Linked DNA regions of Gossypium hirsutum: region 1 is linked to region 2. The links are chromatin contacts, called in public Hi-C maps. All regions are on one chromosome and are shown on one strand. Each heading gives the region's core, a stretch centred on a gene start, on an enhancer-like site or on the middle of the called end of the contact. The rest is flanking DNA. Distances are from core to core; before and after follow the strand shown.

Region 1 (5,627 bases), core at 189-2,688, 260 kb after region 2:
AAGTTTTTATCCCACAAGGTTTTTCCTAATAAGGTTTTAATGAGACACATTATCTAGCAATGGACATCCAAGGGGGAGTATTATGAATATCTTATTAAGTGGATGTCCATCAAGATCAAGATAAGTTTTGATGTATTTTAAATTCTAATAGTAATTAGAAGTAGATCTTTATTTTATTTATACTTCTTATGCCTATAAATAGAAACTTAGGAGAAATTTTGTAAATATCCTCATTGATCAATAAAAATATGCTCTCTCTCTCTTTTGCTTCCCTATTTTTTTGTTCTTTACCCTCTGTTTTTTATTTTTATAATAGTATTAGTTTTTTTAAAAGATATTTTTTATATATAATTGGAGATAAATATGAATATGGGATTAGAGTATTTTAAGACAATGAAAAGTTATATAATCTATAGCAATTTAACATCGTGGATAATTAGTTTTGAGCCGTTTTAAGAGATAAATATGGTATTAAGTTACACTGAACACTAGTTAATCTTGATAAAGTAATATAGTTCAAGGGTTAGTAAAACTGTTTCGGAAAAAAAGATTAAGGCCAAAAAAATTCATACTACTTTTCCCAAAATGAAATATATTATTTTGAGGGATAAATATGGTATTGAGTTATATTGACATAAATTATTTTTTTAATTTAGGCAAAAAAAATAGATATTAGAAAAAGTATGATAATTTAAAGGTCAAATCATGATTTAATCTTAAATTTAAATCATTTTATGTAAATTTTGATACATTCGTATATGTCAATTACGTTTCTATTATTTTTTATGTTATATTGTGTTTTGTATAATTTATTACTGTAATTTAATTTAGAAAATAATTTGTTTTGTTCATGTCATATTTTAATTCATAACATATTTTCATATAATTTGCAATTAAATAAAAAAAATTAATTGTTTGTACTGTGTTCTCATTTTTTTACGGTAAAGTAGTATAAATCTATATAATTCTTCGCATGTTAATAATTCAAGTTATGTTATTTTATGTGACAGAATGTTTTTAATTTTTTTATTTTATTTTATCAATTTTACATGATTTTGACAAATGAATTTTTAAAATTATTTAGTTAAAAATAAAATAATTACATGTAGAACATGTATCATACTTAAAAATCCGACTAAGTTTTGCAATGCGCAGTGCGTGCATCTTGTAGTTTTTATTATAAAAGTAGTATTAAGGGAGTGAGTAGATCAGTGGATTTGCGAAGAAGTTGGGGTGTTTTTGGAGGGACTTTCTCACGCCTGAAATCTGGGTGCTCCACGTTTGGTTTGGAGGTTGTTGGGATGCTCAGTGACTTGCAGAGGATTTTGCTCATTGATCTATCATCAGCCGGATTAAACTTCTTGTTCATCGTCCTGTTGTAGACAACCGTAGAGAGGGAAAGGGGTTGCCGCACTTGTAGCTTCATGGCCAATTGGTGTTTATACTTTTAATGGGCCAGACTTGTTTCTGATGAAAGCGGCTATACCCCTGTTATGTTCCTTATTTGAAAAATAGAGAGGGTGATAGATAAATTCAAATGGATGCATTTTGTCACCTATTCTCTTCTACTTCCATGAATTCCTATTTTGCAATATCATAAAATATTCTATAATAAACTTTAGTATATTAATAATTTATAATGATTTGATTTTCAAGCATATTTTTGTGCTGCATTCATAATATTATTAAACTAAACATGTAGAAGAAAGCTTAACAAAAAGGAAAAGGAGTAATCAATCATTATGAATACAAGGTTAATTTACAAGGGTGCAATCTCCCCTTCAGTAGCTGAGAAGCAAGCGATCTTCAATTCTTTCAATTCAATTTGATCACTATGATACGATAAATAATGTTCAGAGAAAACAGCTTTAATTTTGCAGGAGTTTTTATTACTAACACAACGAGGATTGCTGCAATTTTCTATGAACACACTCCAGGAATTGGAATAGGATTTCTTCCCTCCATTTCCATTAGCAAACTGCTTTTTAACCCCAAGTCAATTAGTTCTTACTGCACAGATATCTCAATTTACCAACCCTGCTGAAAAGGACTTGGAATTGGAATGACCAACTTTACAAATCAAAGCAAAAGGATCAACAGGCTTTGCCATCTTAATTGTAAAACTACAAGAAAACTCAATCCCTATATTCAAGCATGATTCTATGTACACTCTGCAACAAAAACAAATGTTTCCCTGCAAAAACATCAACCATCACATACATGTCAACAGATTGGTAAAACAGATAAACATGACGTTTTTAGTTTTTGTAAAAGTTTGAAAAAGTAATTGAATGGTCAAGCATAGGTACATCAAGCAAAACCATGAGGAAAACCTTATGAGTGGAAATACTTGAGAATTCAGAGTTTTTGAGATGAGGGTAAGGAACTCACTGTTGGGAATAATCTGAATTTATTGAGGTATCGCAAAGAATGCCAAAGTACAGGCAGTCCCATTAGTGCCCATGCCAAGTCATGAGCAGATGTTCTTCCAACAGTTTCTGATCTAATAATGCCTAATGGAAAAATCGTGAAACTTCCCGGTATAACTGCTCAGCTTCGAATGGTTTTGACACATATCCATCCATTCCACACCGTAGGCATTCCTCGTGTGTAGCTTGAATAACATCTGCTGTCATGGCCAAAATGGGTACATGCCAGTTTGAAACATTGTTGTAATCATCCACTGAAATTTCTCCAAATTTAATATGATTATTGATATTCTGTTCCACATCCCGAATTCTCCTCGTAGCTTCAAATCTGTAGGGAGACGAAGAAAAAACTATTAGCAATTAAAGATAAGACATCACAGAAGGCATCTTCAATGCTCATTGCACTGACTAGAGAAAATAACTTTGTGACGTATTTTGTTATCTTATTCTTAAGGTTTCAAAACTCAATTTCCAGATCAGAATTGCAAAACAAAGTTCTAGAATCATGACAAGCTGTAGGATTACATACCCATCCATTTCTGGCATTTGGATATCCATGAAACAGGCATCAAAGTGGTGAGGTGGTGTCAGCAGTTCAATAGCCTTTATTCCTCTTGTTGCACTAACCACATCAGCTCCGTATTTTTTCAGTGCACCACCAGCAACTTTCAGGTTGACATTGTTGTCATCGATAATTAGAATTTTTCTCCCAAGAAGAAGATTCCGAAGAGACAAGCTAGGTAACTCTCCATTACAGGGATTCCCTTTGTTCCCAATGCCCATGGCTCGTTGTAGAGATGCTGCTAACATGCTAGCCCTCAAGGGCTTCGAGATGACGGTCAAGCCATAGGCACCAGGAGTAGTATTTCCTCTGGAAAAATTTATAGAATTAGACAAAAGGAATACCTTTGGAGGAGAACCAGGCCCTATTTTCTCCATGAAAAGACCTGAACTCTTTAGATCCCTATCCCAAACTTCTTGTTCAATGAGAACCATGTGGATTGCATTATTTGCCCTGCTTATGCTAGATAAACCTTGTTTCCAATCAGAAACTACTTCAACATGAATTCCCAGCCGTTGGATATGATATTTTGATACCTTGGCACGGACAGGTCTAGGATCCATAACTAATGCTCTCATCCCATGAAACTCCGAGGAAACAGTATTAGACTGGCAATTGATTTGCTGGCTTTTGTACTCCTTTGAGCTAGAGCAGCCACTAGTGAAAACAGCAGTAAAAGTAAAAGTGGAACCAATCTTAGGAATGCTAACAAAACCAATTTCTCCTTTCATTAAACCAACCAAACACTTGCTTATGCTTAGTCCAATGCCCGTGCCACCATGTGTTCGGGAAATAGAAGGGCCCACTTGCATAAAAGGAGTGAAAACACGAGACTGTGCTTCTGGGGGGATTCCTACTCCTGTATCTTCAACCGATACAATAAGATTAATGCTGTCAGAGAAAGGATGCATGGATCCTTCTTGACTGAAAGTTCTAAATCCTTTCCAGCTCTGGCGTCTATCTGCAACAGGAAAACCACTCAAAGTGTTCTTTGATGAAGATTCCGTCTCAACTTCTATAGAATCAATCACCTCCTCCACAAGATGAACTGTAACAAGGATGTGCCCTTTCTCAGTGAACTGCGACAACAAGTAAATTATAAGTTTATTGATACCAAAGCATAGTCCAGATAAAACTACACTAAATTTAAAAAAAAAAAATCTCAAATCGCAACAAGTTTTATATGCATTAAAGGAGAACCAACCACATACTTTTATTGAGTTTCCCATAAGATTGGTGATGATTTGTCTAAATCTCCCAGGATCACCAATTAGCATATCAGGGACTCTATCAGAGATGTAAACAGCCAACTGCACTCATCAACAAATTGATTTCTCGTTAGACTCTTGGAAGAACACCATATGAAGGTTAAACTAGAAACATATGAGTGAGGAGAGGAGGTGGAGGGAATAGGATGAATCGGTAAGATACAAGCATCTCACCTCTACTCCTTTGTCCTGAGACTTCCCAGAAAATAGTGACAACACATCATCCAAGATGGCTCGTAGATCAAACTGCACTTCCTCGAGCTCTAGCTTACCAGATTCAATCTTAGCCTGATCCAAAACTTCATTTATGAGAGCAACCAGTGCCTTCCCACTAGCTTGTGCAGTTCTGACATAATCTAGTTGCGTAACATCTAAATCCGTGTCCATAAGCATATCCAACATTCCTGCAGAAAGAAGCATCTCATTGTCATGGCTACAAAAACTGTATTCTTTACTTTTAATTTAATTCTATAAAAAATAATCATAAAATGCTTGCAATAACTTCAGAGAAAAAACAGTAAGTTTTGAGACTCACCCAGAACACCATTCATTGGAGTTCTGATTTCATGGGAAACAGTAGCAAGAAACTGCAAAAAGGTCACAAAAAAATTAGGACCAAATGTCCATAACAGGTTAATAGGCTTAGAGTATAAACCAAATCATATCATATACCTGAGATTTGGCAACATCAGCTGCCTCAGCCTGTTTTTTGAGCTCCATCATCTTAAGGCAATCATCTTCCACCTTGGCAATTCGGTTAACAGTTGCATGGAATATATGCCCAACAAGTAATGCAATTACAAGGATGCCAATCGAAGTAGTTATTGCTAACCATGGCCATGGTGGCTTTTGTTTAAACCTGTATGAAGAACAAGCTTAGTCCATGTCTATTCAAGTTCTTTATCTTTGAAATGTTTTAAAGAACTTAGACCCTCTTAATGGCTTTATGGGTTATAGATATTGGTTGAAACTTAAATCATGGTCAACATGTCACTTGCTAAGGCCAATTTACTAAAATACTTTGTTTATAAGGAAATAGAAGAGGTTGGTCAAGAACCAACAATAGAGGTCCATATTGAAGAGAAGGTGAACTCCAGGGCCAAGATCAATAGACGATAAGAGATCTATGGATTACCTGCAGCGCATCTCATGCTTTCTGAAAGGATCTCCAAAATTAAGGTGGCTGACATGCTCCAACCCATCATTTGATGCATTAGAGCCATACATACTGATCGGGTAAGACTGATTAGTTGTGTCCAACACATTCACAAGGATTGTTTGTTTACTTGCAAGCTGGTGTAGCAGCTTCTCGACGAGTGACTCAATATCAAACACTCCACCAAGATACCTGGTTGTGCAATGACGGTA
Region 2 (5,510 bases), core at 2,474-4,973:
CAACACTAACAACGAATTTAAATAACATAACTACAAGACGAATTCTTAATCGGTTTGATTTGTTGAACTACAGATATCAGCCCGATACGATATCGGCGGTCACCGGGGGCCCGAGTGTGAATAATTACATGACGGGATGGCTACCATGACTATGATACATAAAGGAAAATAGAAGCAAAAGCATGAAGTGGCAAATGCATGCATGCATGGTGTCCGCATTCCTTCATAAGAACATCATCAGCACATTTTATCATCTGTTTGCATGTTATTTGATGAAACAAAATGTGTGTAATGTGTCATGGATTTAATATTAACTTTCTTGTCTTTAATTCTGTAAGCACTGCGCAGCACTCTTTGAAATAATGTGGTGGTGCTGTTTGCTTGTAAGAGGGATTCCAACTCTGACCATCATCTGCCTTATTTAGTTTTAAATCAACAAAAACAAGCATTTGTTGTTGCCATAACATTAATATCTTTTTATCAAAAGCAACCGATGACCCTCATTTTTTCTTCCAATTTCAAGTCTCTCTCTCCTTAATACAGTCAGACTTTCTGACCTGTACTAAACAGGATAAATCATCCATCTTCACTACACACTTATCCCTTGTGTCAAGTTCAACAATTTTTTACTGGTTCTTGTTCTTGATTTGTAAGTCTTCAAATTTTCATTTCATTTTAACCTCAAGGTCTTTTTTTTCTCTCTCTCGTAATTCACGAGGATATTTGGGTCAAGTAATATCTAACCTTCATTTGTTCCATTCTCAAACGTGGTTTAAGTAGCCTTGTAACTTTTGATTGTTCCAACGAACATGACTATCTCTTGCTATCTCATGGACAGTTTGAGTTAATGTTAAAAGCTGAGGAACATGACTATCTCTTGCTATTTCATGGATAATTTGAATTAATGTTAAAATAGTGTATGTTCCGATCAAAGTTCTTTAAGGTGGAAATTATTAACGTTAAAAGATCATGTTTTTAGGGCCAAATCAGTAGAAAAATGAATCTTGCTTGAAGCTTATGTTTGATGAGCTCCAGATTCCTTGAGATAAAATCTTTGATTGCTTGTACTACTTGTCCTATTTCATGTTCAAACAATAGTCGGAACAAATTAATTTGAAGCAGTCAAAACCTTTAAGTTGTCATGTTTGATTTTTTATTAAATCTCACTAAAGTAACAAATTTGGAGATATTTCGTAGCCAACATTCTAAAATCATCATCATCATTTACTTGTATAACTTAGAGAAGAGATAAAAGAAGTTTGATATGCTTAGAAAGGATATCCTAATCTTTTTTTGCTTACGTTTTGGATTTATTACATAAATTTTCCAGTTCTTTCCCAACTTTTGTTCTAACATAAAATAGAACAAAACTGTTTTAAATAGTTATAAACTAAATTATTTGTTCGACCAAAAGCTTTTTCAAATAAAAATTCTTTCAAACTTCTTTTGAAAAGGTCTTTCAATTCCTAAGTGAAATCTGACATCGTCAAAGGAAATTTGAAGGAACCACTTACCGTTAATATTTCGATCAAAGTAAGTCACCAAATGAAACTTAAACTTCATTTCAAGCTTTCGGAACACCATAGATGGAGAAAGTTGAAAGATAGAAAAGGAGATTCATGGGTCAAAGAGAGAAAAATAAGTTTTTAATCTTTTAAATATTATATTTTTATATTTTAAAAATAATTTTTATTGTAATTTATTAAGACAGAATTTTTGATGCACCGTCGGTGCATAGGTCTCATACACCATCAGTTGACAATAAAATGAAACGTTATCATTTTAAGAAAACAAATATTGAAGGGTTTAAAGATAAATAGAAATAATTTTATTTTTAAGAAAAATAAATACTATTTATAACTGTTAAACATAAATATATACCAAAAAAAATCTGAAACTAAAAATTTAAAATCTCAAATCCATAATCCAAAATAAAAAACCAAACCCTAAAATTTAAAATTCAAAATTCAAACCTAAAATGAAAAATAAAAAATAACTATAATTAATATTTAATTATATTTAATAAAGTTAATAATATTTATTTTCAAGTCCTTCAATGTTTTTTATTTTATAGCAATGATGATGTGCTATTTTATTATTAGTTGATGGTGCATAAGACTTATACATTAATAACTTATCAAATATTAAGCCATTTATTAATTATATTTAATAATAAAATAATGAAATAAAAAACTATATTCTTTTAGGGAAAAATAAATTTTATATTTAAAGAATATTGCTTTTAACATAATAAATAATACTAATTCTATGTCACACGGGAAAAAATACGTAAAATATATATTTATAAAAATTTTATTTTAAAATTAAATGTGGCCTCTGTTAAGATGGTTAAGATAAAAGTTTAAAGTTCATGTGATTGTGACCCAAGTTTAAATTTTATTATAGTATTATTTTACTAAAAAACATGAAATAATAAAAATAGCTTGTACTTTATAAAAGTGAGGGTATTTTAGTAAAATTTCTCAATTAAATTGATACTCGATTGACTCGTAACATTGACTCAACTAAGAGATTCACATAAATCTAGTTTACTAATTAGTTATATTTAACATTAAATATAATACCAATTCAATACAATATTCATATATTTTAATTGTATATTTTTAATTTCGAGAATTTTTAAATTTATATATTTTAAATTTTTATAATTTTATTTTTAGATAATTGTTTAGAATTAGGATCAAATTAATAGAATGTGTAAATATTGAGCTTTAGATTGTTAATTTTTTTAGAATCATGATCAAATCAATAAAATATGTAAATATTAAAGACTAAAATTATTATTATGGTGATAAAAAAAATTGTTATTATACCCTTATTAATTGTCTTTTTTAAAATTGACAGTGACAATTATTTTTTTCTGAAAGAGACTAGTATGCTCAATGCAAAAATTAAGGAGGACTGGAGAGGTTTTTTCCCAAAATAAAAAGAAATATGACACAAAACGAGGATAGACTTGTCCATGGGTTGGGCCACCCAACTTGGCCCGAAGGCTCACCTGAAAAGTGGGAGGGTTTGGGCAAAAATATAGGCATTAAAAATAAGCTTAGACAAAAAAAATAAGGCATGTTTTCTAAACGAGCTAGGCCCGGGCTTGGCACTACTCGAATTTGCAAAAAAAATAAGGCATGTTTACTTTTTTTCATTATTTTGCTATCATTTCGTTATTATATTGCTACTATGTTATTGTTATTGTTTGGATATTGTATAATTCTTGTTTTATTATTAATTTTGCTACTATTTTAGTAGTATTTATTTGTTAAGTTGCACTTACTTAGTATTATTTAATTATATATATTTAATCTTTTTCATTTGTTGAGAAACATTTATTTTAATGATTTTAGTGTATTTGATGTATTATATTTTTAAATTTATTTTTATATAAAAACTTTTAATGCAGTCGAACCGGGTCGGGCCTAAACTTTTTATTTGACCCGGGCTGGCCAATGGACAACAGAATAAGATATATTAAGCCACGTGAGCTTCACGTGATCAATTGCTCTATGAATAAATTGTAGGGTTCTTACCATTCAGCCGCTTTGCTATCGTCAAATCTGCAAAAATTAGGTTAGGAATTAGGCCTTCAATTCAATCATCAAAATGTTCTATTTTCTTTTCTTTTTCCAGTTCCAACAGTGTTTCTTCGGCCTAGTTTTTAGGGTTGGGAGGGGAGAAAGGGGTGAGACAAATAGGGGAGAGCAGTATTTTCGTGGCTCTTAAAATACCGGTGGGTTCTCTACAGGCTGCCCTGCCTTCCAATTAGCCCTGCACACCAGACCCTTTATCCATGGCATCATGGTACGGGGTTTGTGTTTTTTGATTTTTTTGGTTGGTTTTAGTCGTTGGGATGGGATATTTGGTTTTCTTATACCAATTTCCCATCTTTCGACTTCCCCATCAGAGATGCTTTTCACCGCATTCCCGCCTCCAAACGCCATTACATGAATTCCTCGTTTCTTCAATGTCTCCCTTTTCAATGTTTATAACCCAAATGTGGTTTTAATTGGTTATGGGAAACTTTTCATGTTGTTTTTCTTTTAAGTTTTGTTTGGAAAAATCTATATCAAACATGGCCTTGTTGAGTTGAAACTATCTCATACTCTGTGTCAGTCGGATTATCAAGAAAAAGAATACAGTTCCACATTTTGCCTGTAAGAGAGAGCAGAGCTTGTGCTCATTTTTGGACCACCCGCGGTCACCTTTGGAGCTCATAGTTATATAAAGCGGCATTAGGTAATTGCTTTGGATCGGAGGATTGGGTTCCAATCGAGTTCTGTATCACGGCTAAACACGGGGAAATCACCATATGCCTTTCATGCGGTAAGTCACACATTGGCATTATGTATGTTGATGTGTGTGCAAGCATTGTTTTTATAAGGTTTTGTTGGTTCTATAGAAATAACTGTCGAGCTTTGATTAAGTTTGTTCATCAATTTTTATTTTTGAACTCGAACTCGACTCAATAATTAAGTTTATGGTTAATAATATATATTCAGGATAATAATATAATTTAATAATATGAAAAGTTTGACGAGACTCGTTAGGTTTTCAAGTTAAGTATTATTAAGTTGGAATTCAGTTTGTTTGATAACTCAAGTTTGGGCTTGGCTTAATTATTACCAAATCAAATTCGAATTATTTTTGAGTTGAACATGAGTAACTTGTGAACACCGTTATCTCATTTACATCCTTTGTCCTGGCCTTAATTTAGCCCCAAAATGTAATGAACAACAATCTTACCGTTACTTTTTTATCCTACTTCAAACAGGCCTCTATAAAATGACTTTATCAAACTTAAATCGAAGTTACAATCAGAATAAAAATGGCAAAGAGGGTCAAAAGATGAGTTCTAGAAAGGTGCCTTGCTTAGAATTTTAAGTGTAATTTGAGGTAGTAGGGGTCAGCGGTCGGAGTTGGGTTGAAAGGAGTTACTTCTTCCTTTCGGCATACCCGTGAGACTGGTCATCTCATTCTATCTTATGAAATAGTTAAATTTTACTTATAGGTTTGATATATATCCAATAAAAACGGAAAAATCTGCTTGTAATTGAATTTGCTTGATTCATGTGTAAGTGCGGTAGCTTAATACTGCTCAACTATAGAGAATTGAATCAATTTCTGGCTGCAACATTTCCCTTACTTTCTAAGCTAATTTTTTTGGCATAATCACTACTCTAGCCCTCCAACTTTTTCAAAAAAATTATTTAACTCTTTATTTAATTTTTCTCTTTTAAGCATACATTACTTGCCAAATTATCTCAAAATAGATGGAAAAGTTAGGTGACATACAGTGGATTGTCACATTAGTGACATGTGTTTCAATTGTACTAAATTGTAACAAATTAATAATTTTATTATCATTCCTTTTACTTTGTATTCACATATAAGTGTTATTGTGACATTTACTACTAGAAATGTCTAAATCAATGTGAATATTATAATATTACTAAGTCAACAAAATAAATATAATTTTTAAAATAATTATACGT

What was found. Hi-C and Micro-C count contacts between places; a contact is called where the count stands out from the background.
Region 1: a contact with region 2 is called in a Hi-C map of leaf, with 1.9 times the contacts expected there. The contact joins two enhancer-like sites. A contact is called at or near these places in 2 of 34 Hi-C or Micro-C datasets (both in leaf).

The regions. Positions count from the first base shown.
Region 1 is chrD02:56,359,308-56,364,934 of Gossypium_hirsutum_v2.1, forward strand. LOC107909856 (histidine kinase 3) reads right to left here. Exons shown (of 11, transcript XM_016837543.2): 4 at 5,395-5,607; 5 at 4,932-5,118; 6 at 4,795-4,846; 7 at 4,434-4,663; 8 at 4,203-4,301; 9 at 2,959-4,070; 10 at 2,392-2,757; 11 at 1,711-2,194. The coding sequence ends at 2,514. Among protein-coding and RNA genes, the nearest start is that of LOC107909856, 5.8 kb to the right of the region's middle. Within about 2 kb of position 1,439, at least 5 of the 9 cell types and tissues checked have an H3K27ac peak or open chromatin away from gene starts, as enhancers often do. A contact at or near this core is called in leaf, where this site is marked.
Region 2 is chrD02:56,093,953-56,099,462 of Gossypium_hirsutum_v2.1, forward strand. It overlaps LOC107909849 (agamous-like MADS-box protein AGL9 homolog), which reads left to right. Exons shown (of 8, transcript NM_001327024.1): 8 at 74-149. The coding sequence ends at 149. Among protein-coding and RNA genes, the nearest start is that of LOC107909849, 6.3 kb to the left of the region's middle. Within about 2 kb of position 3,724, at least 7 of the 9 cell types and tissues checked have an H3K27ac peak or open chromatin away from gene starts, as enhancers often do. A contact at or near this core is called in leaf, where this site is marked.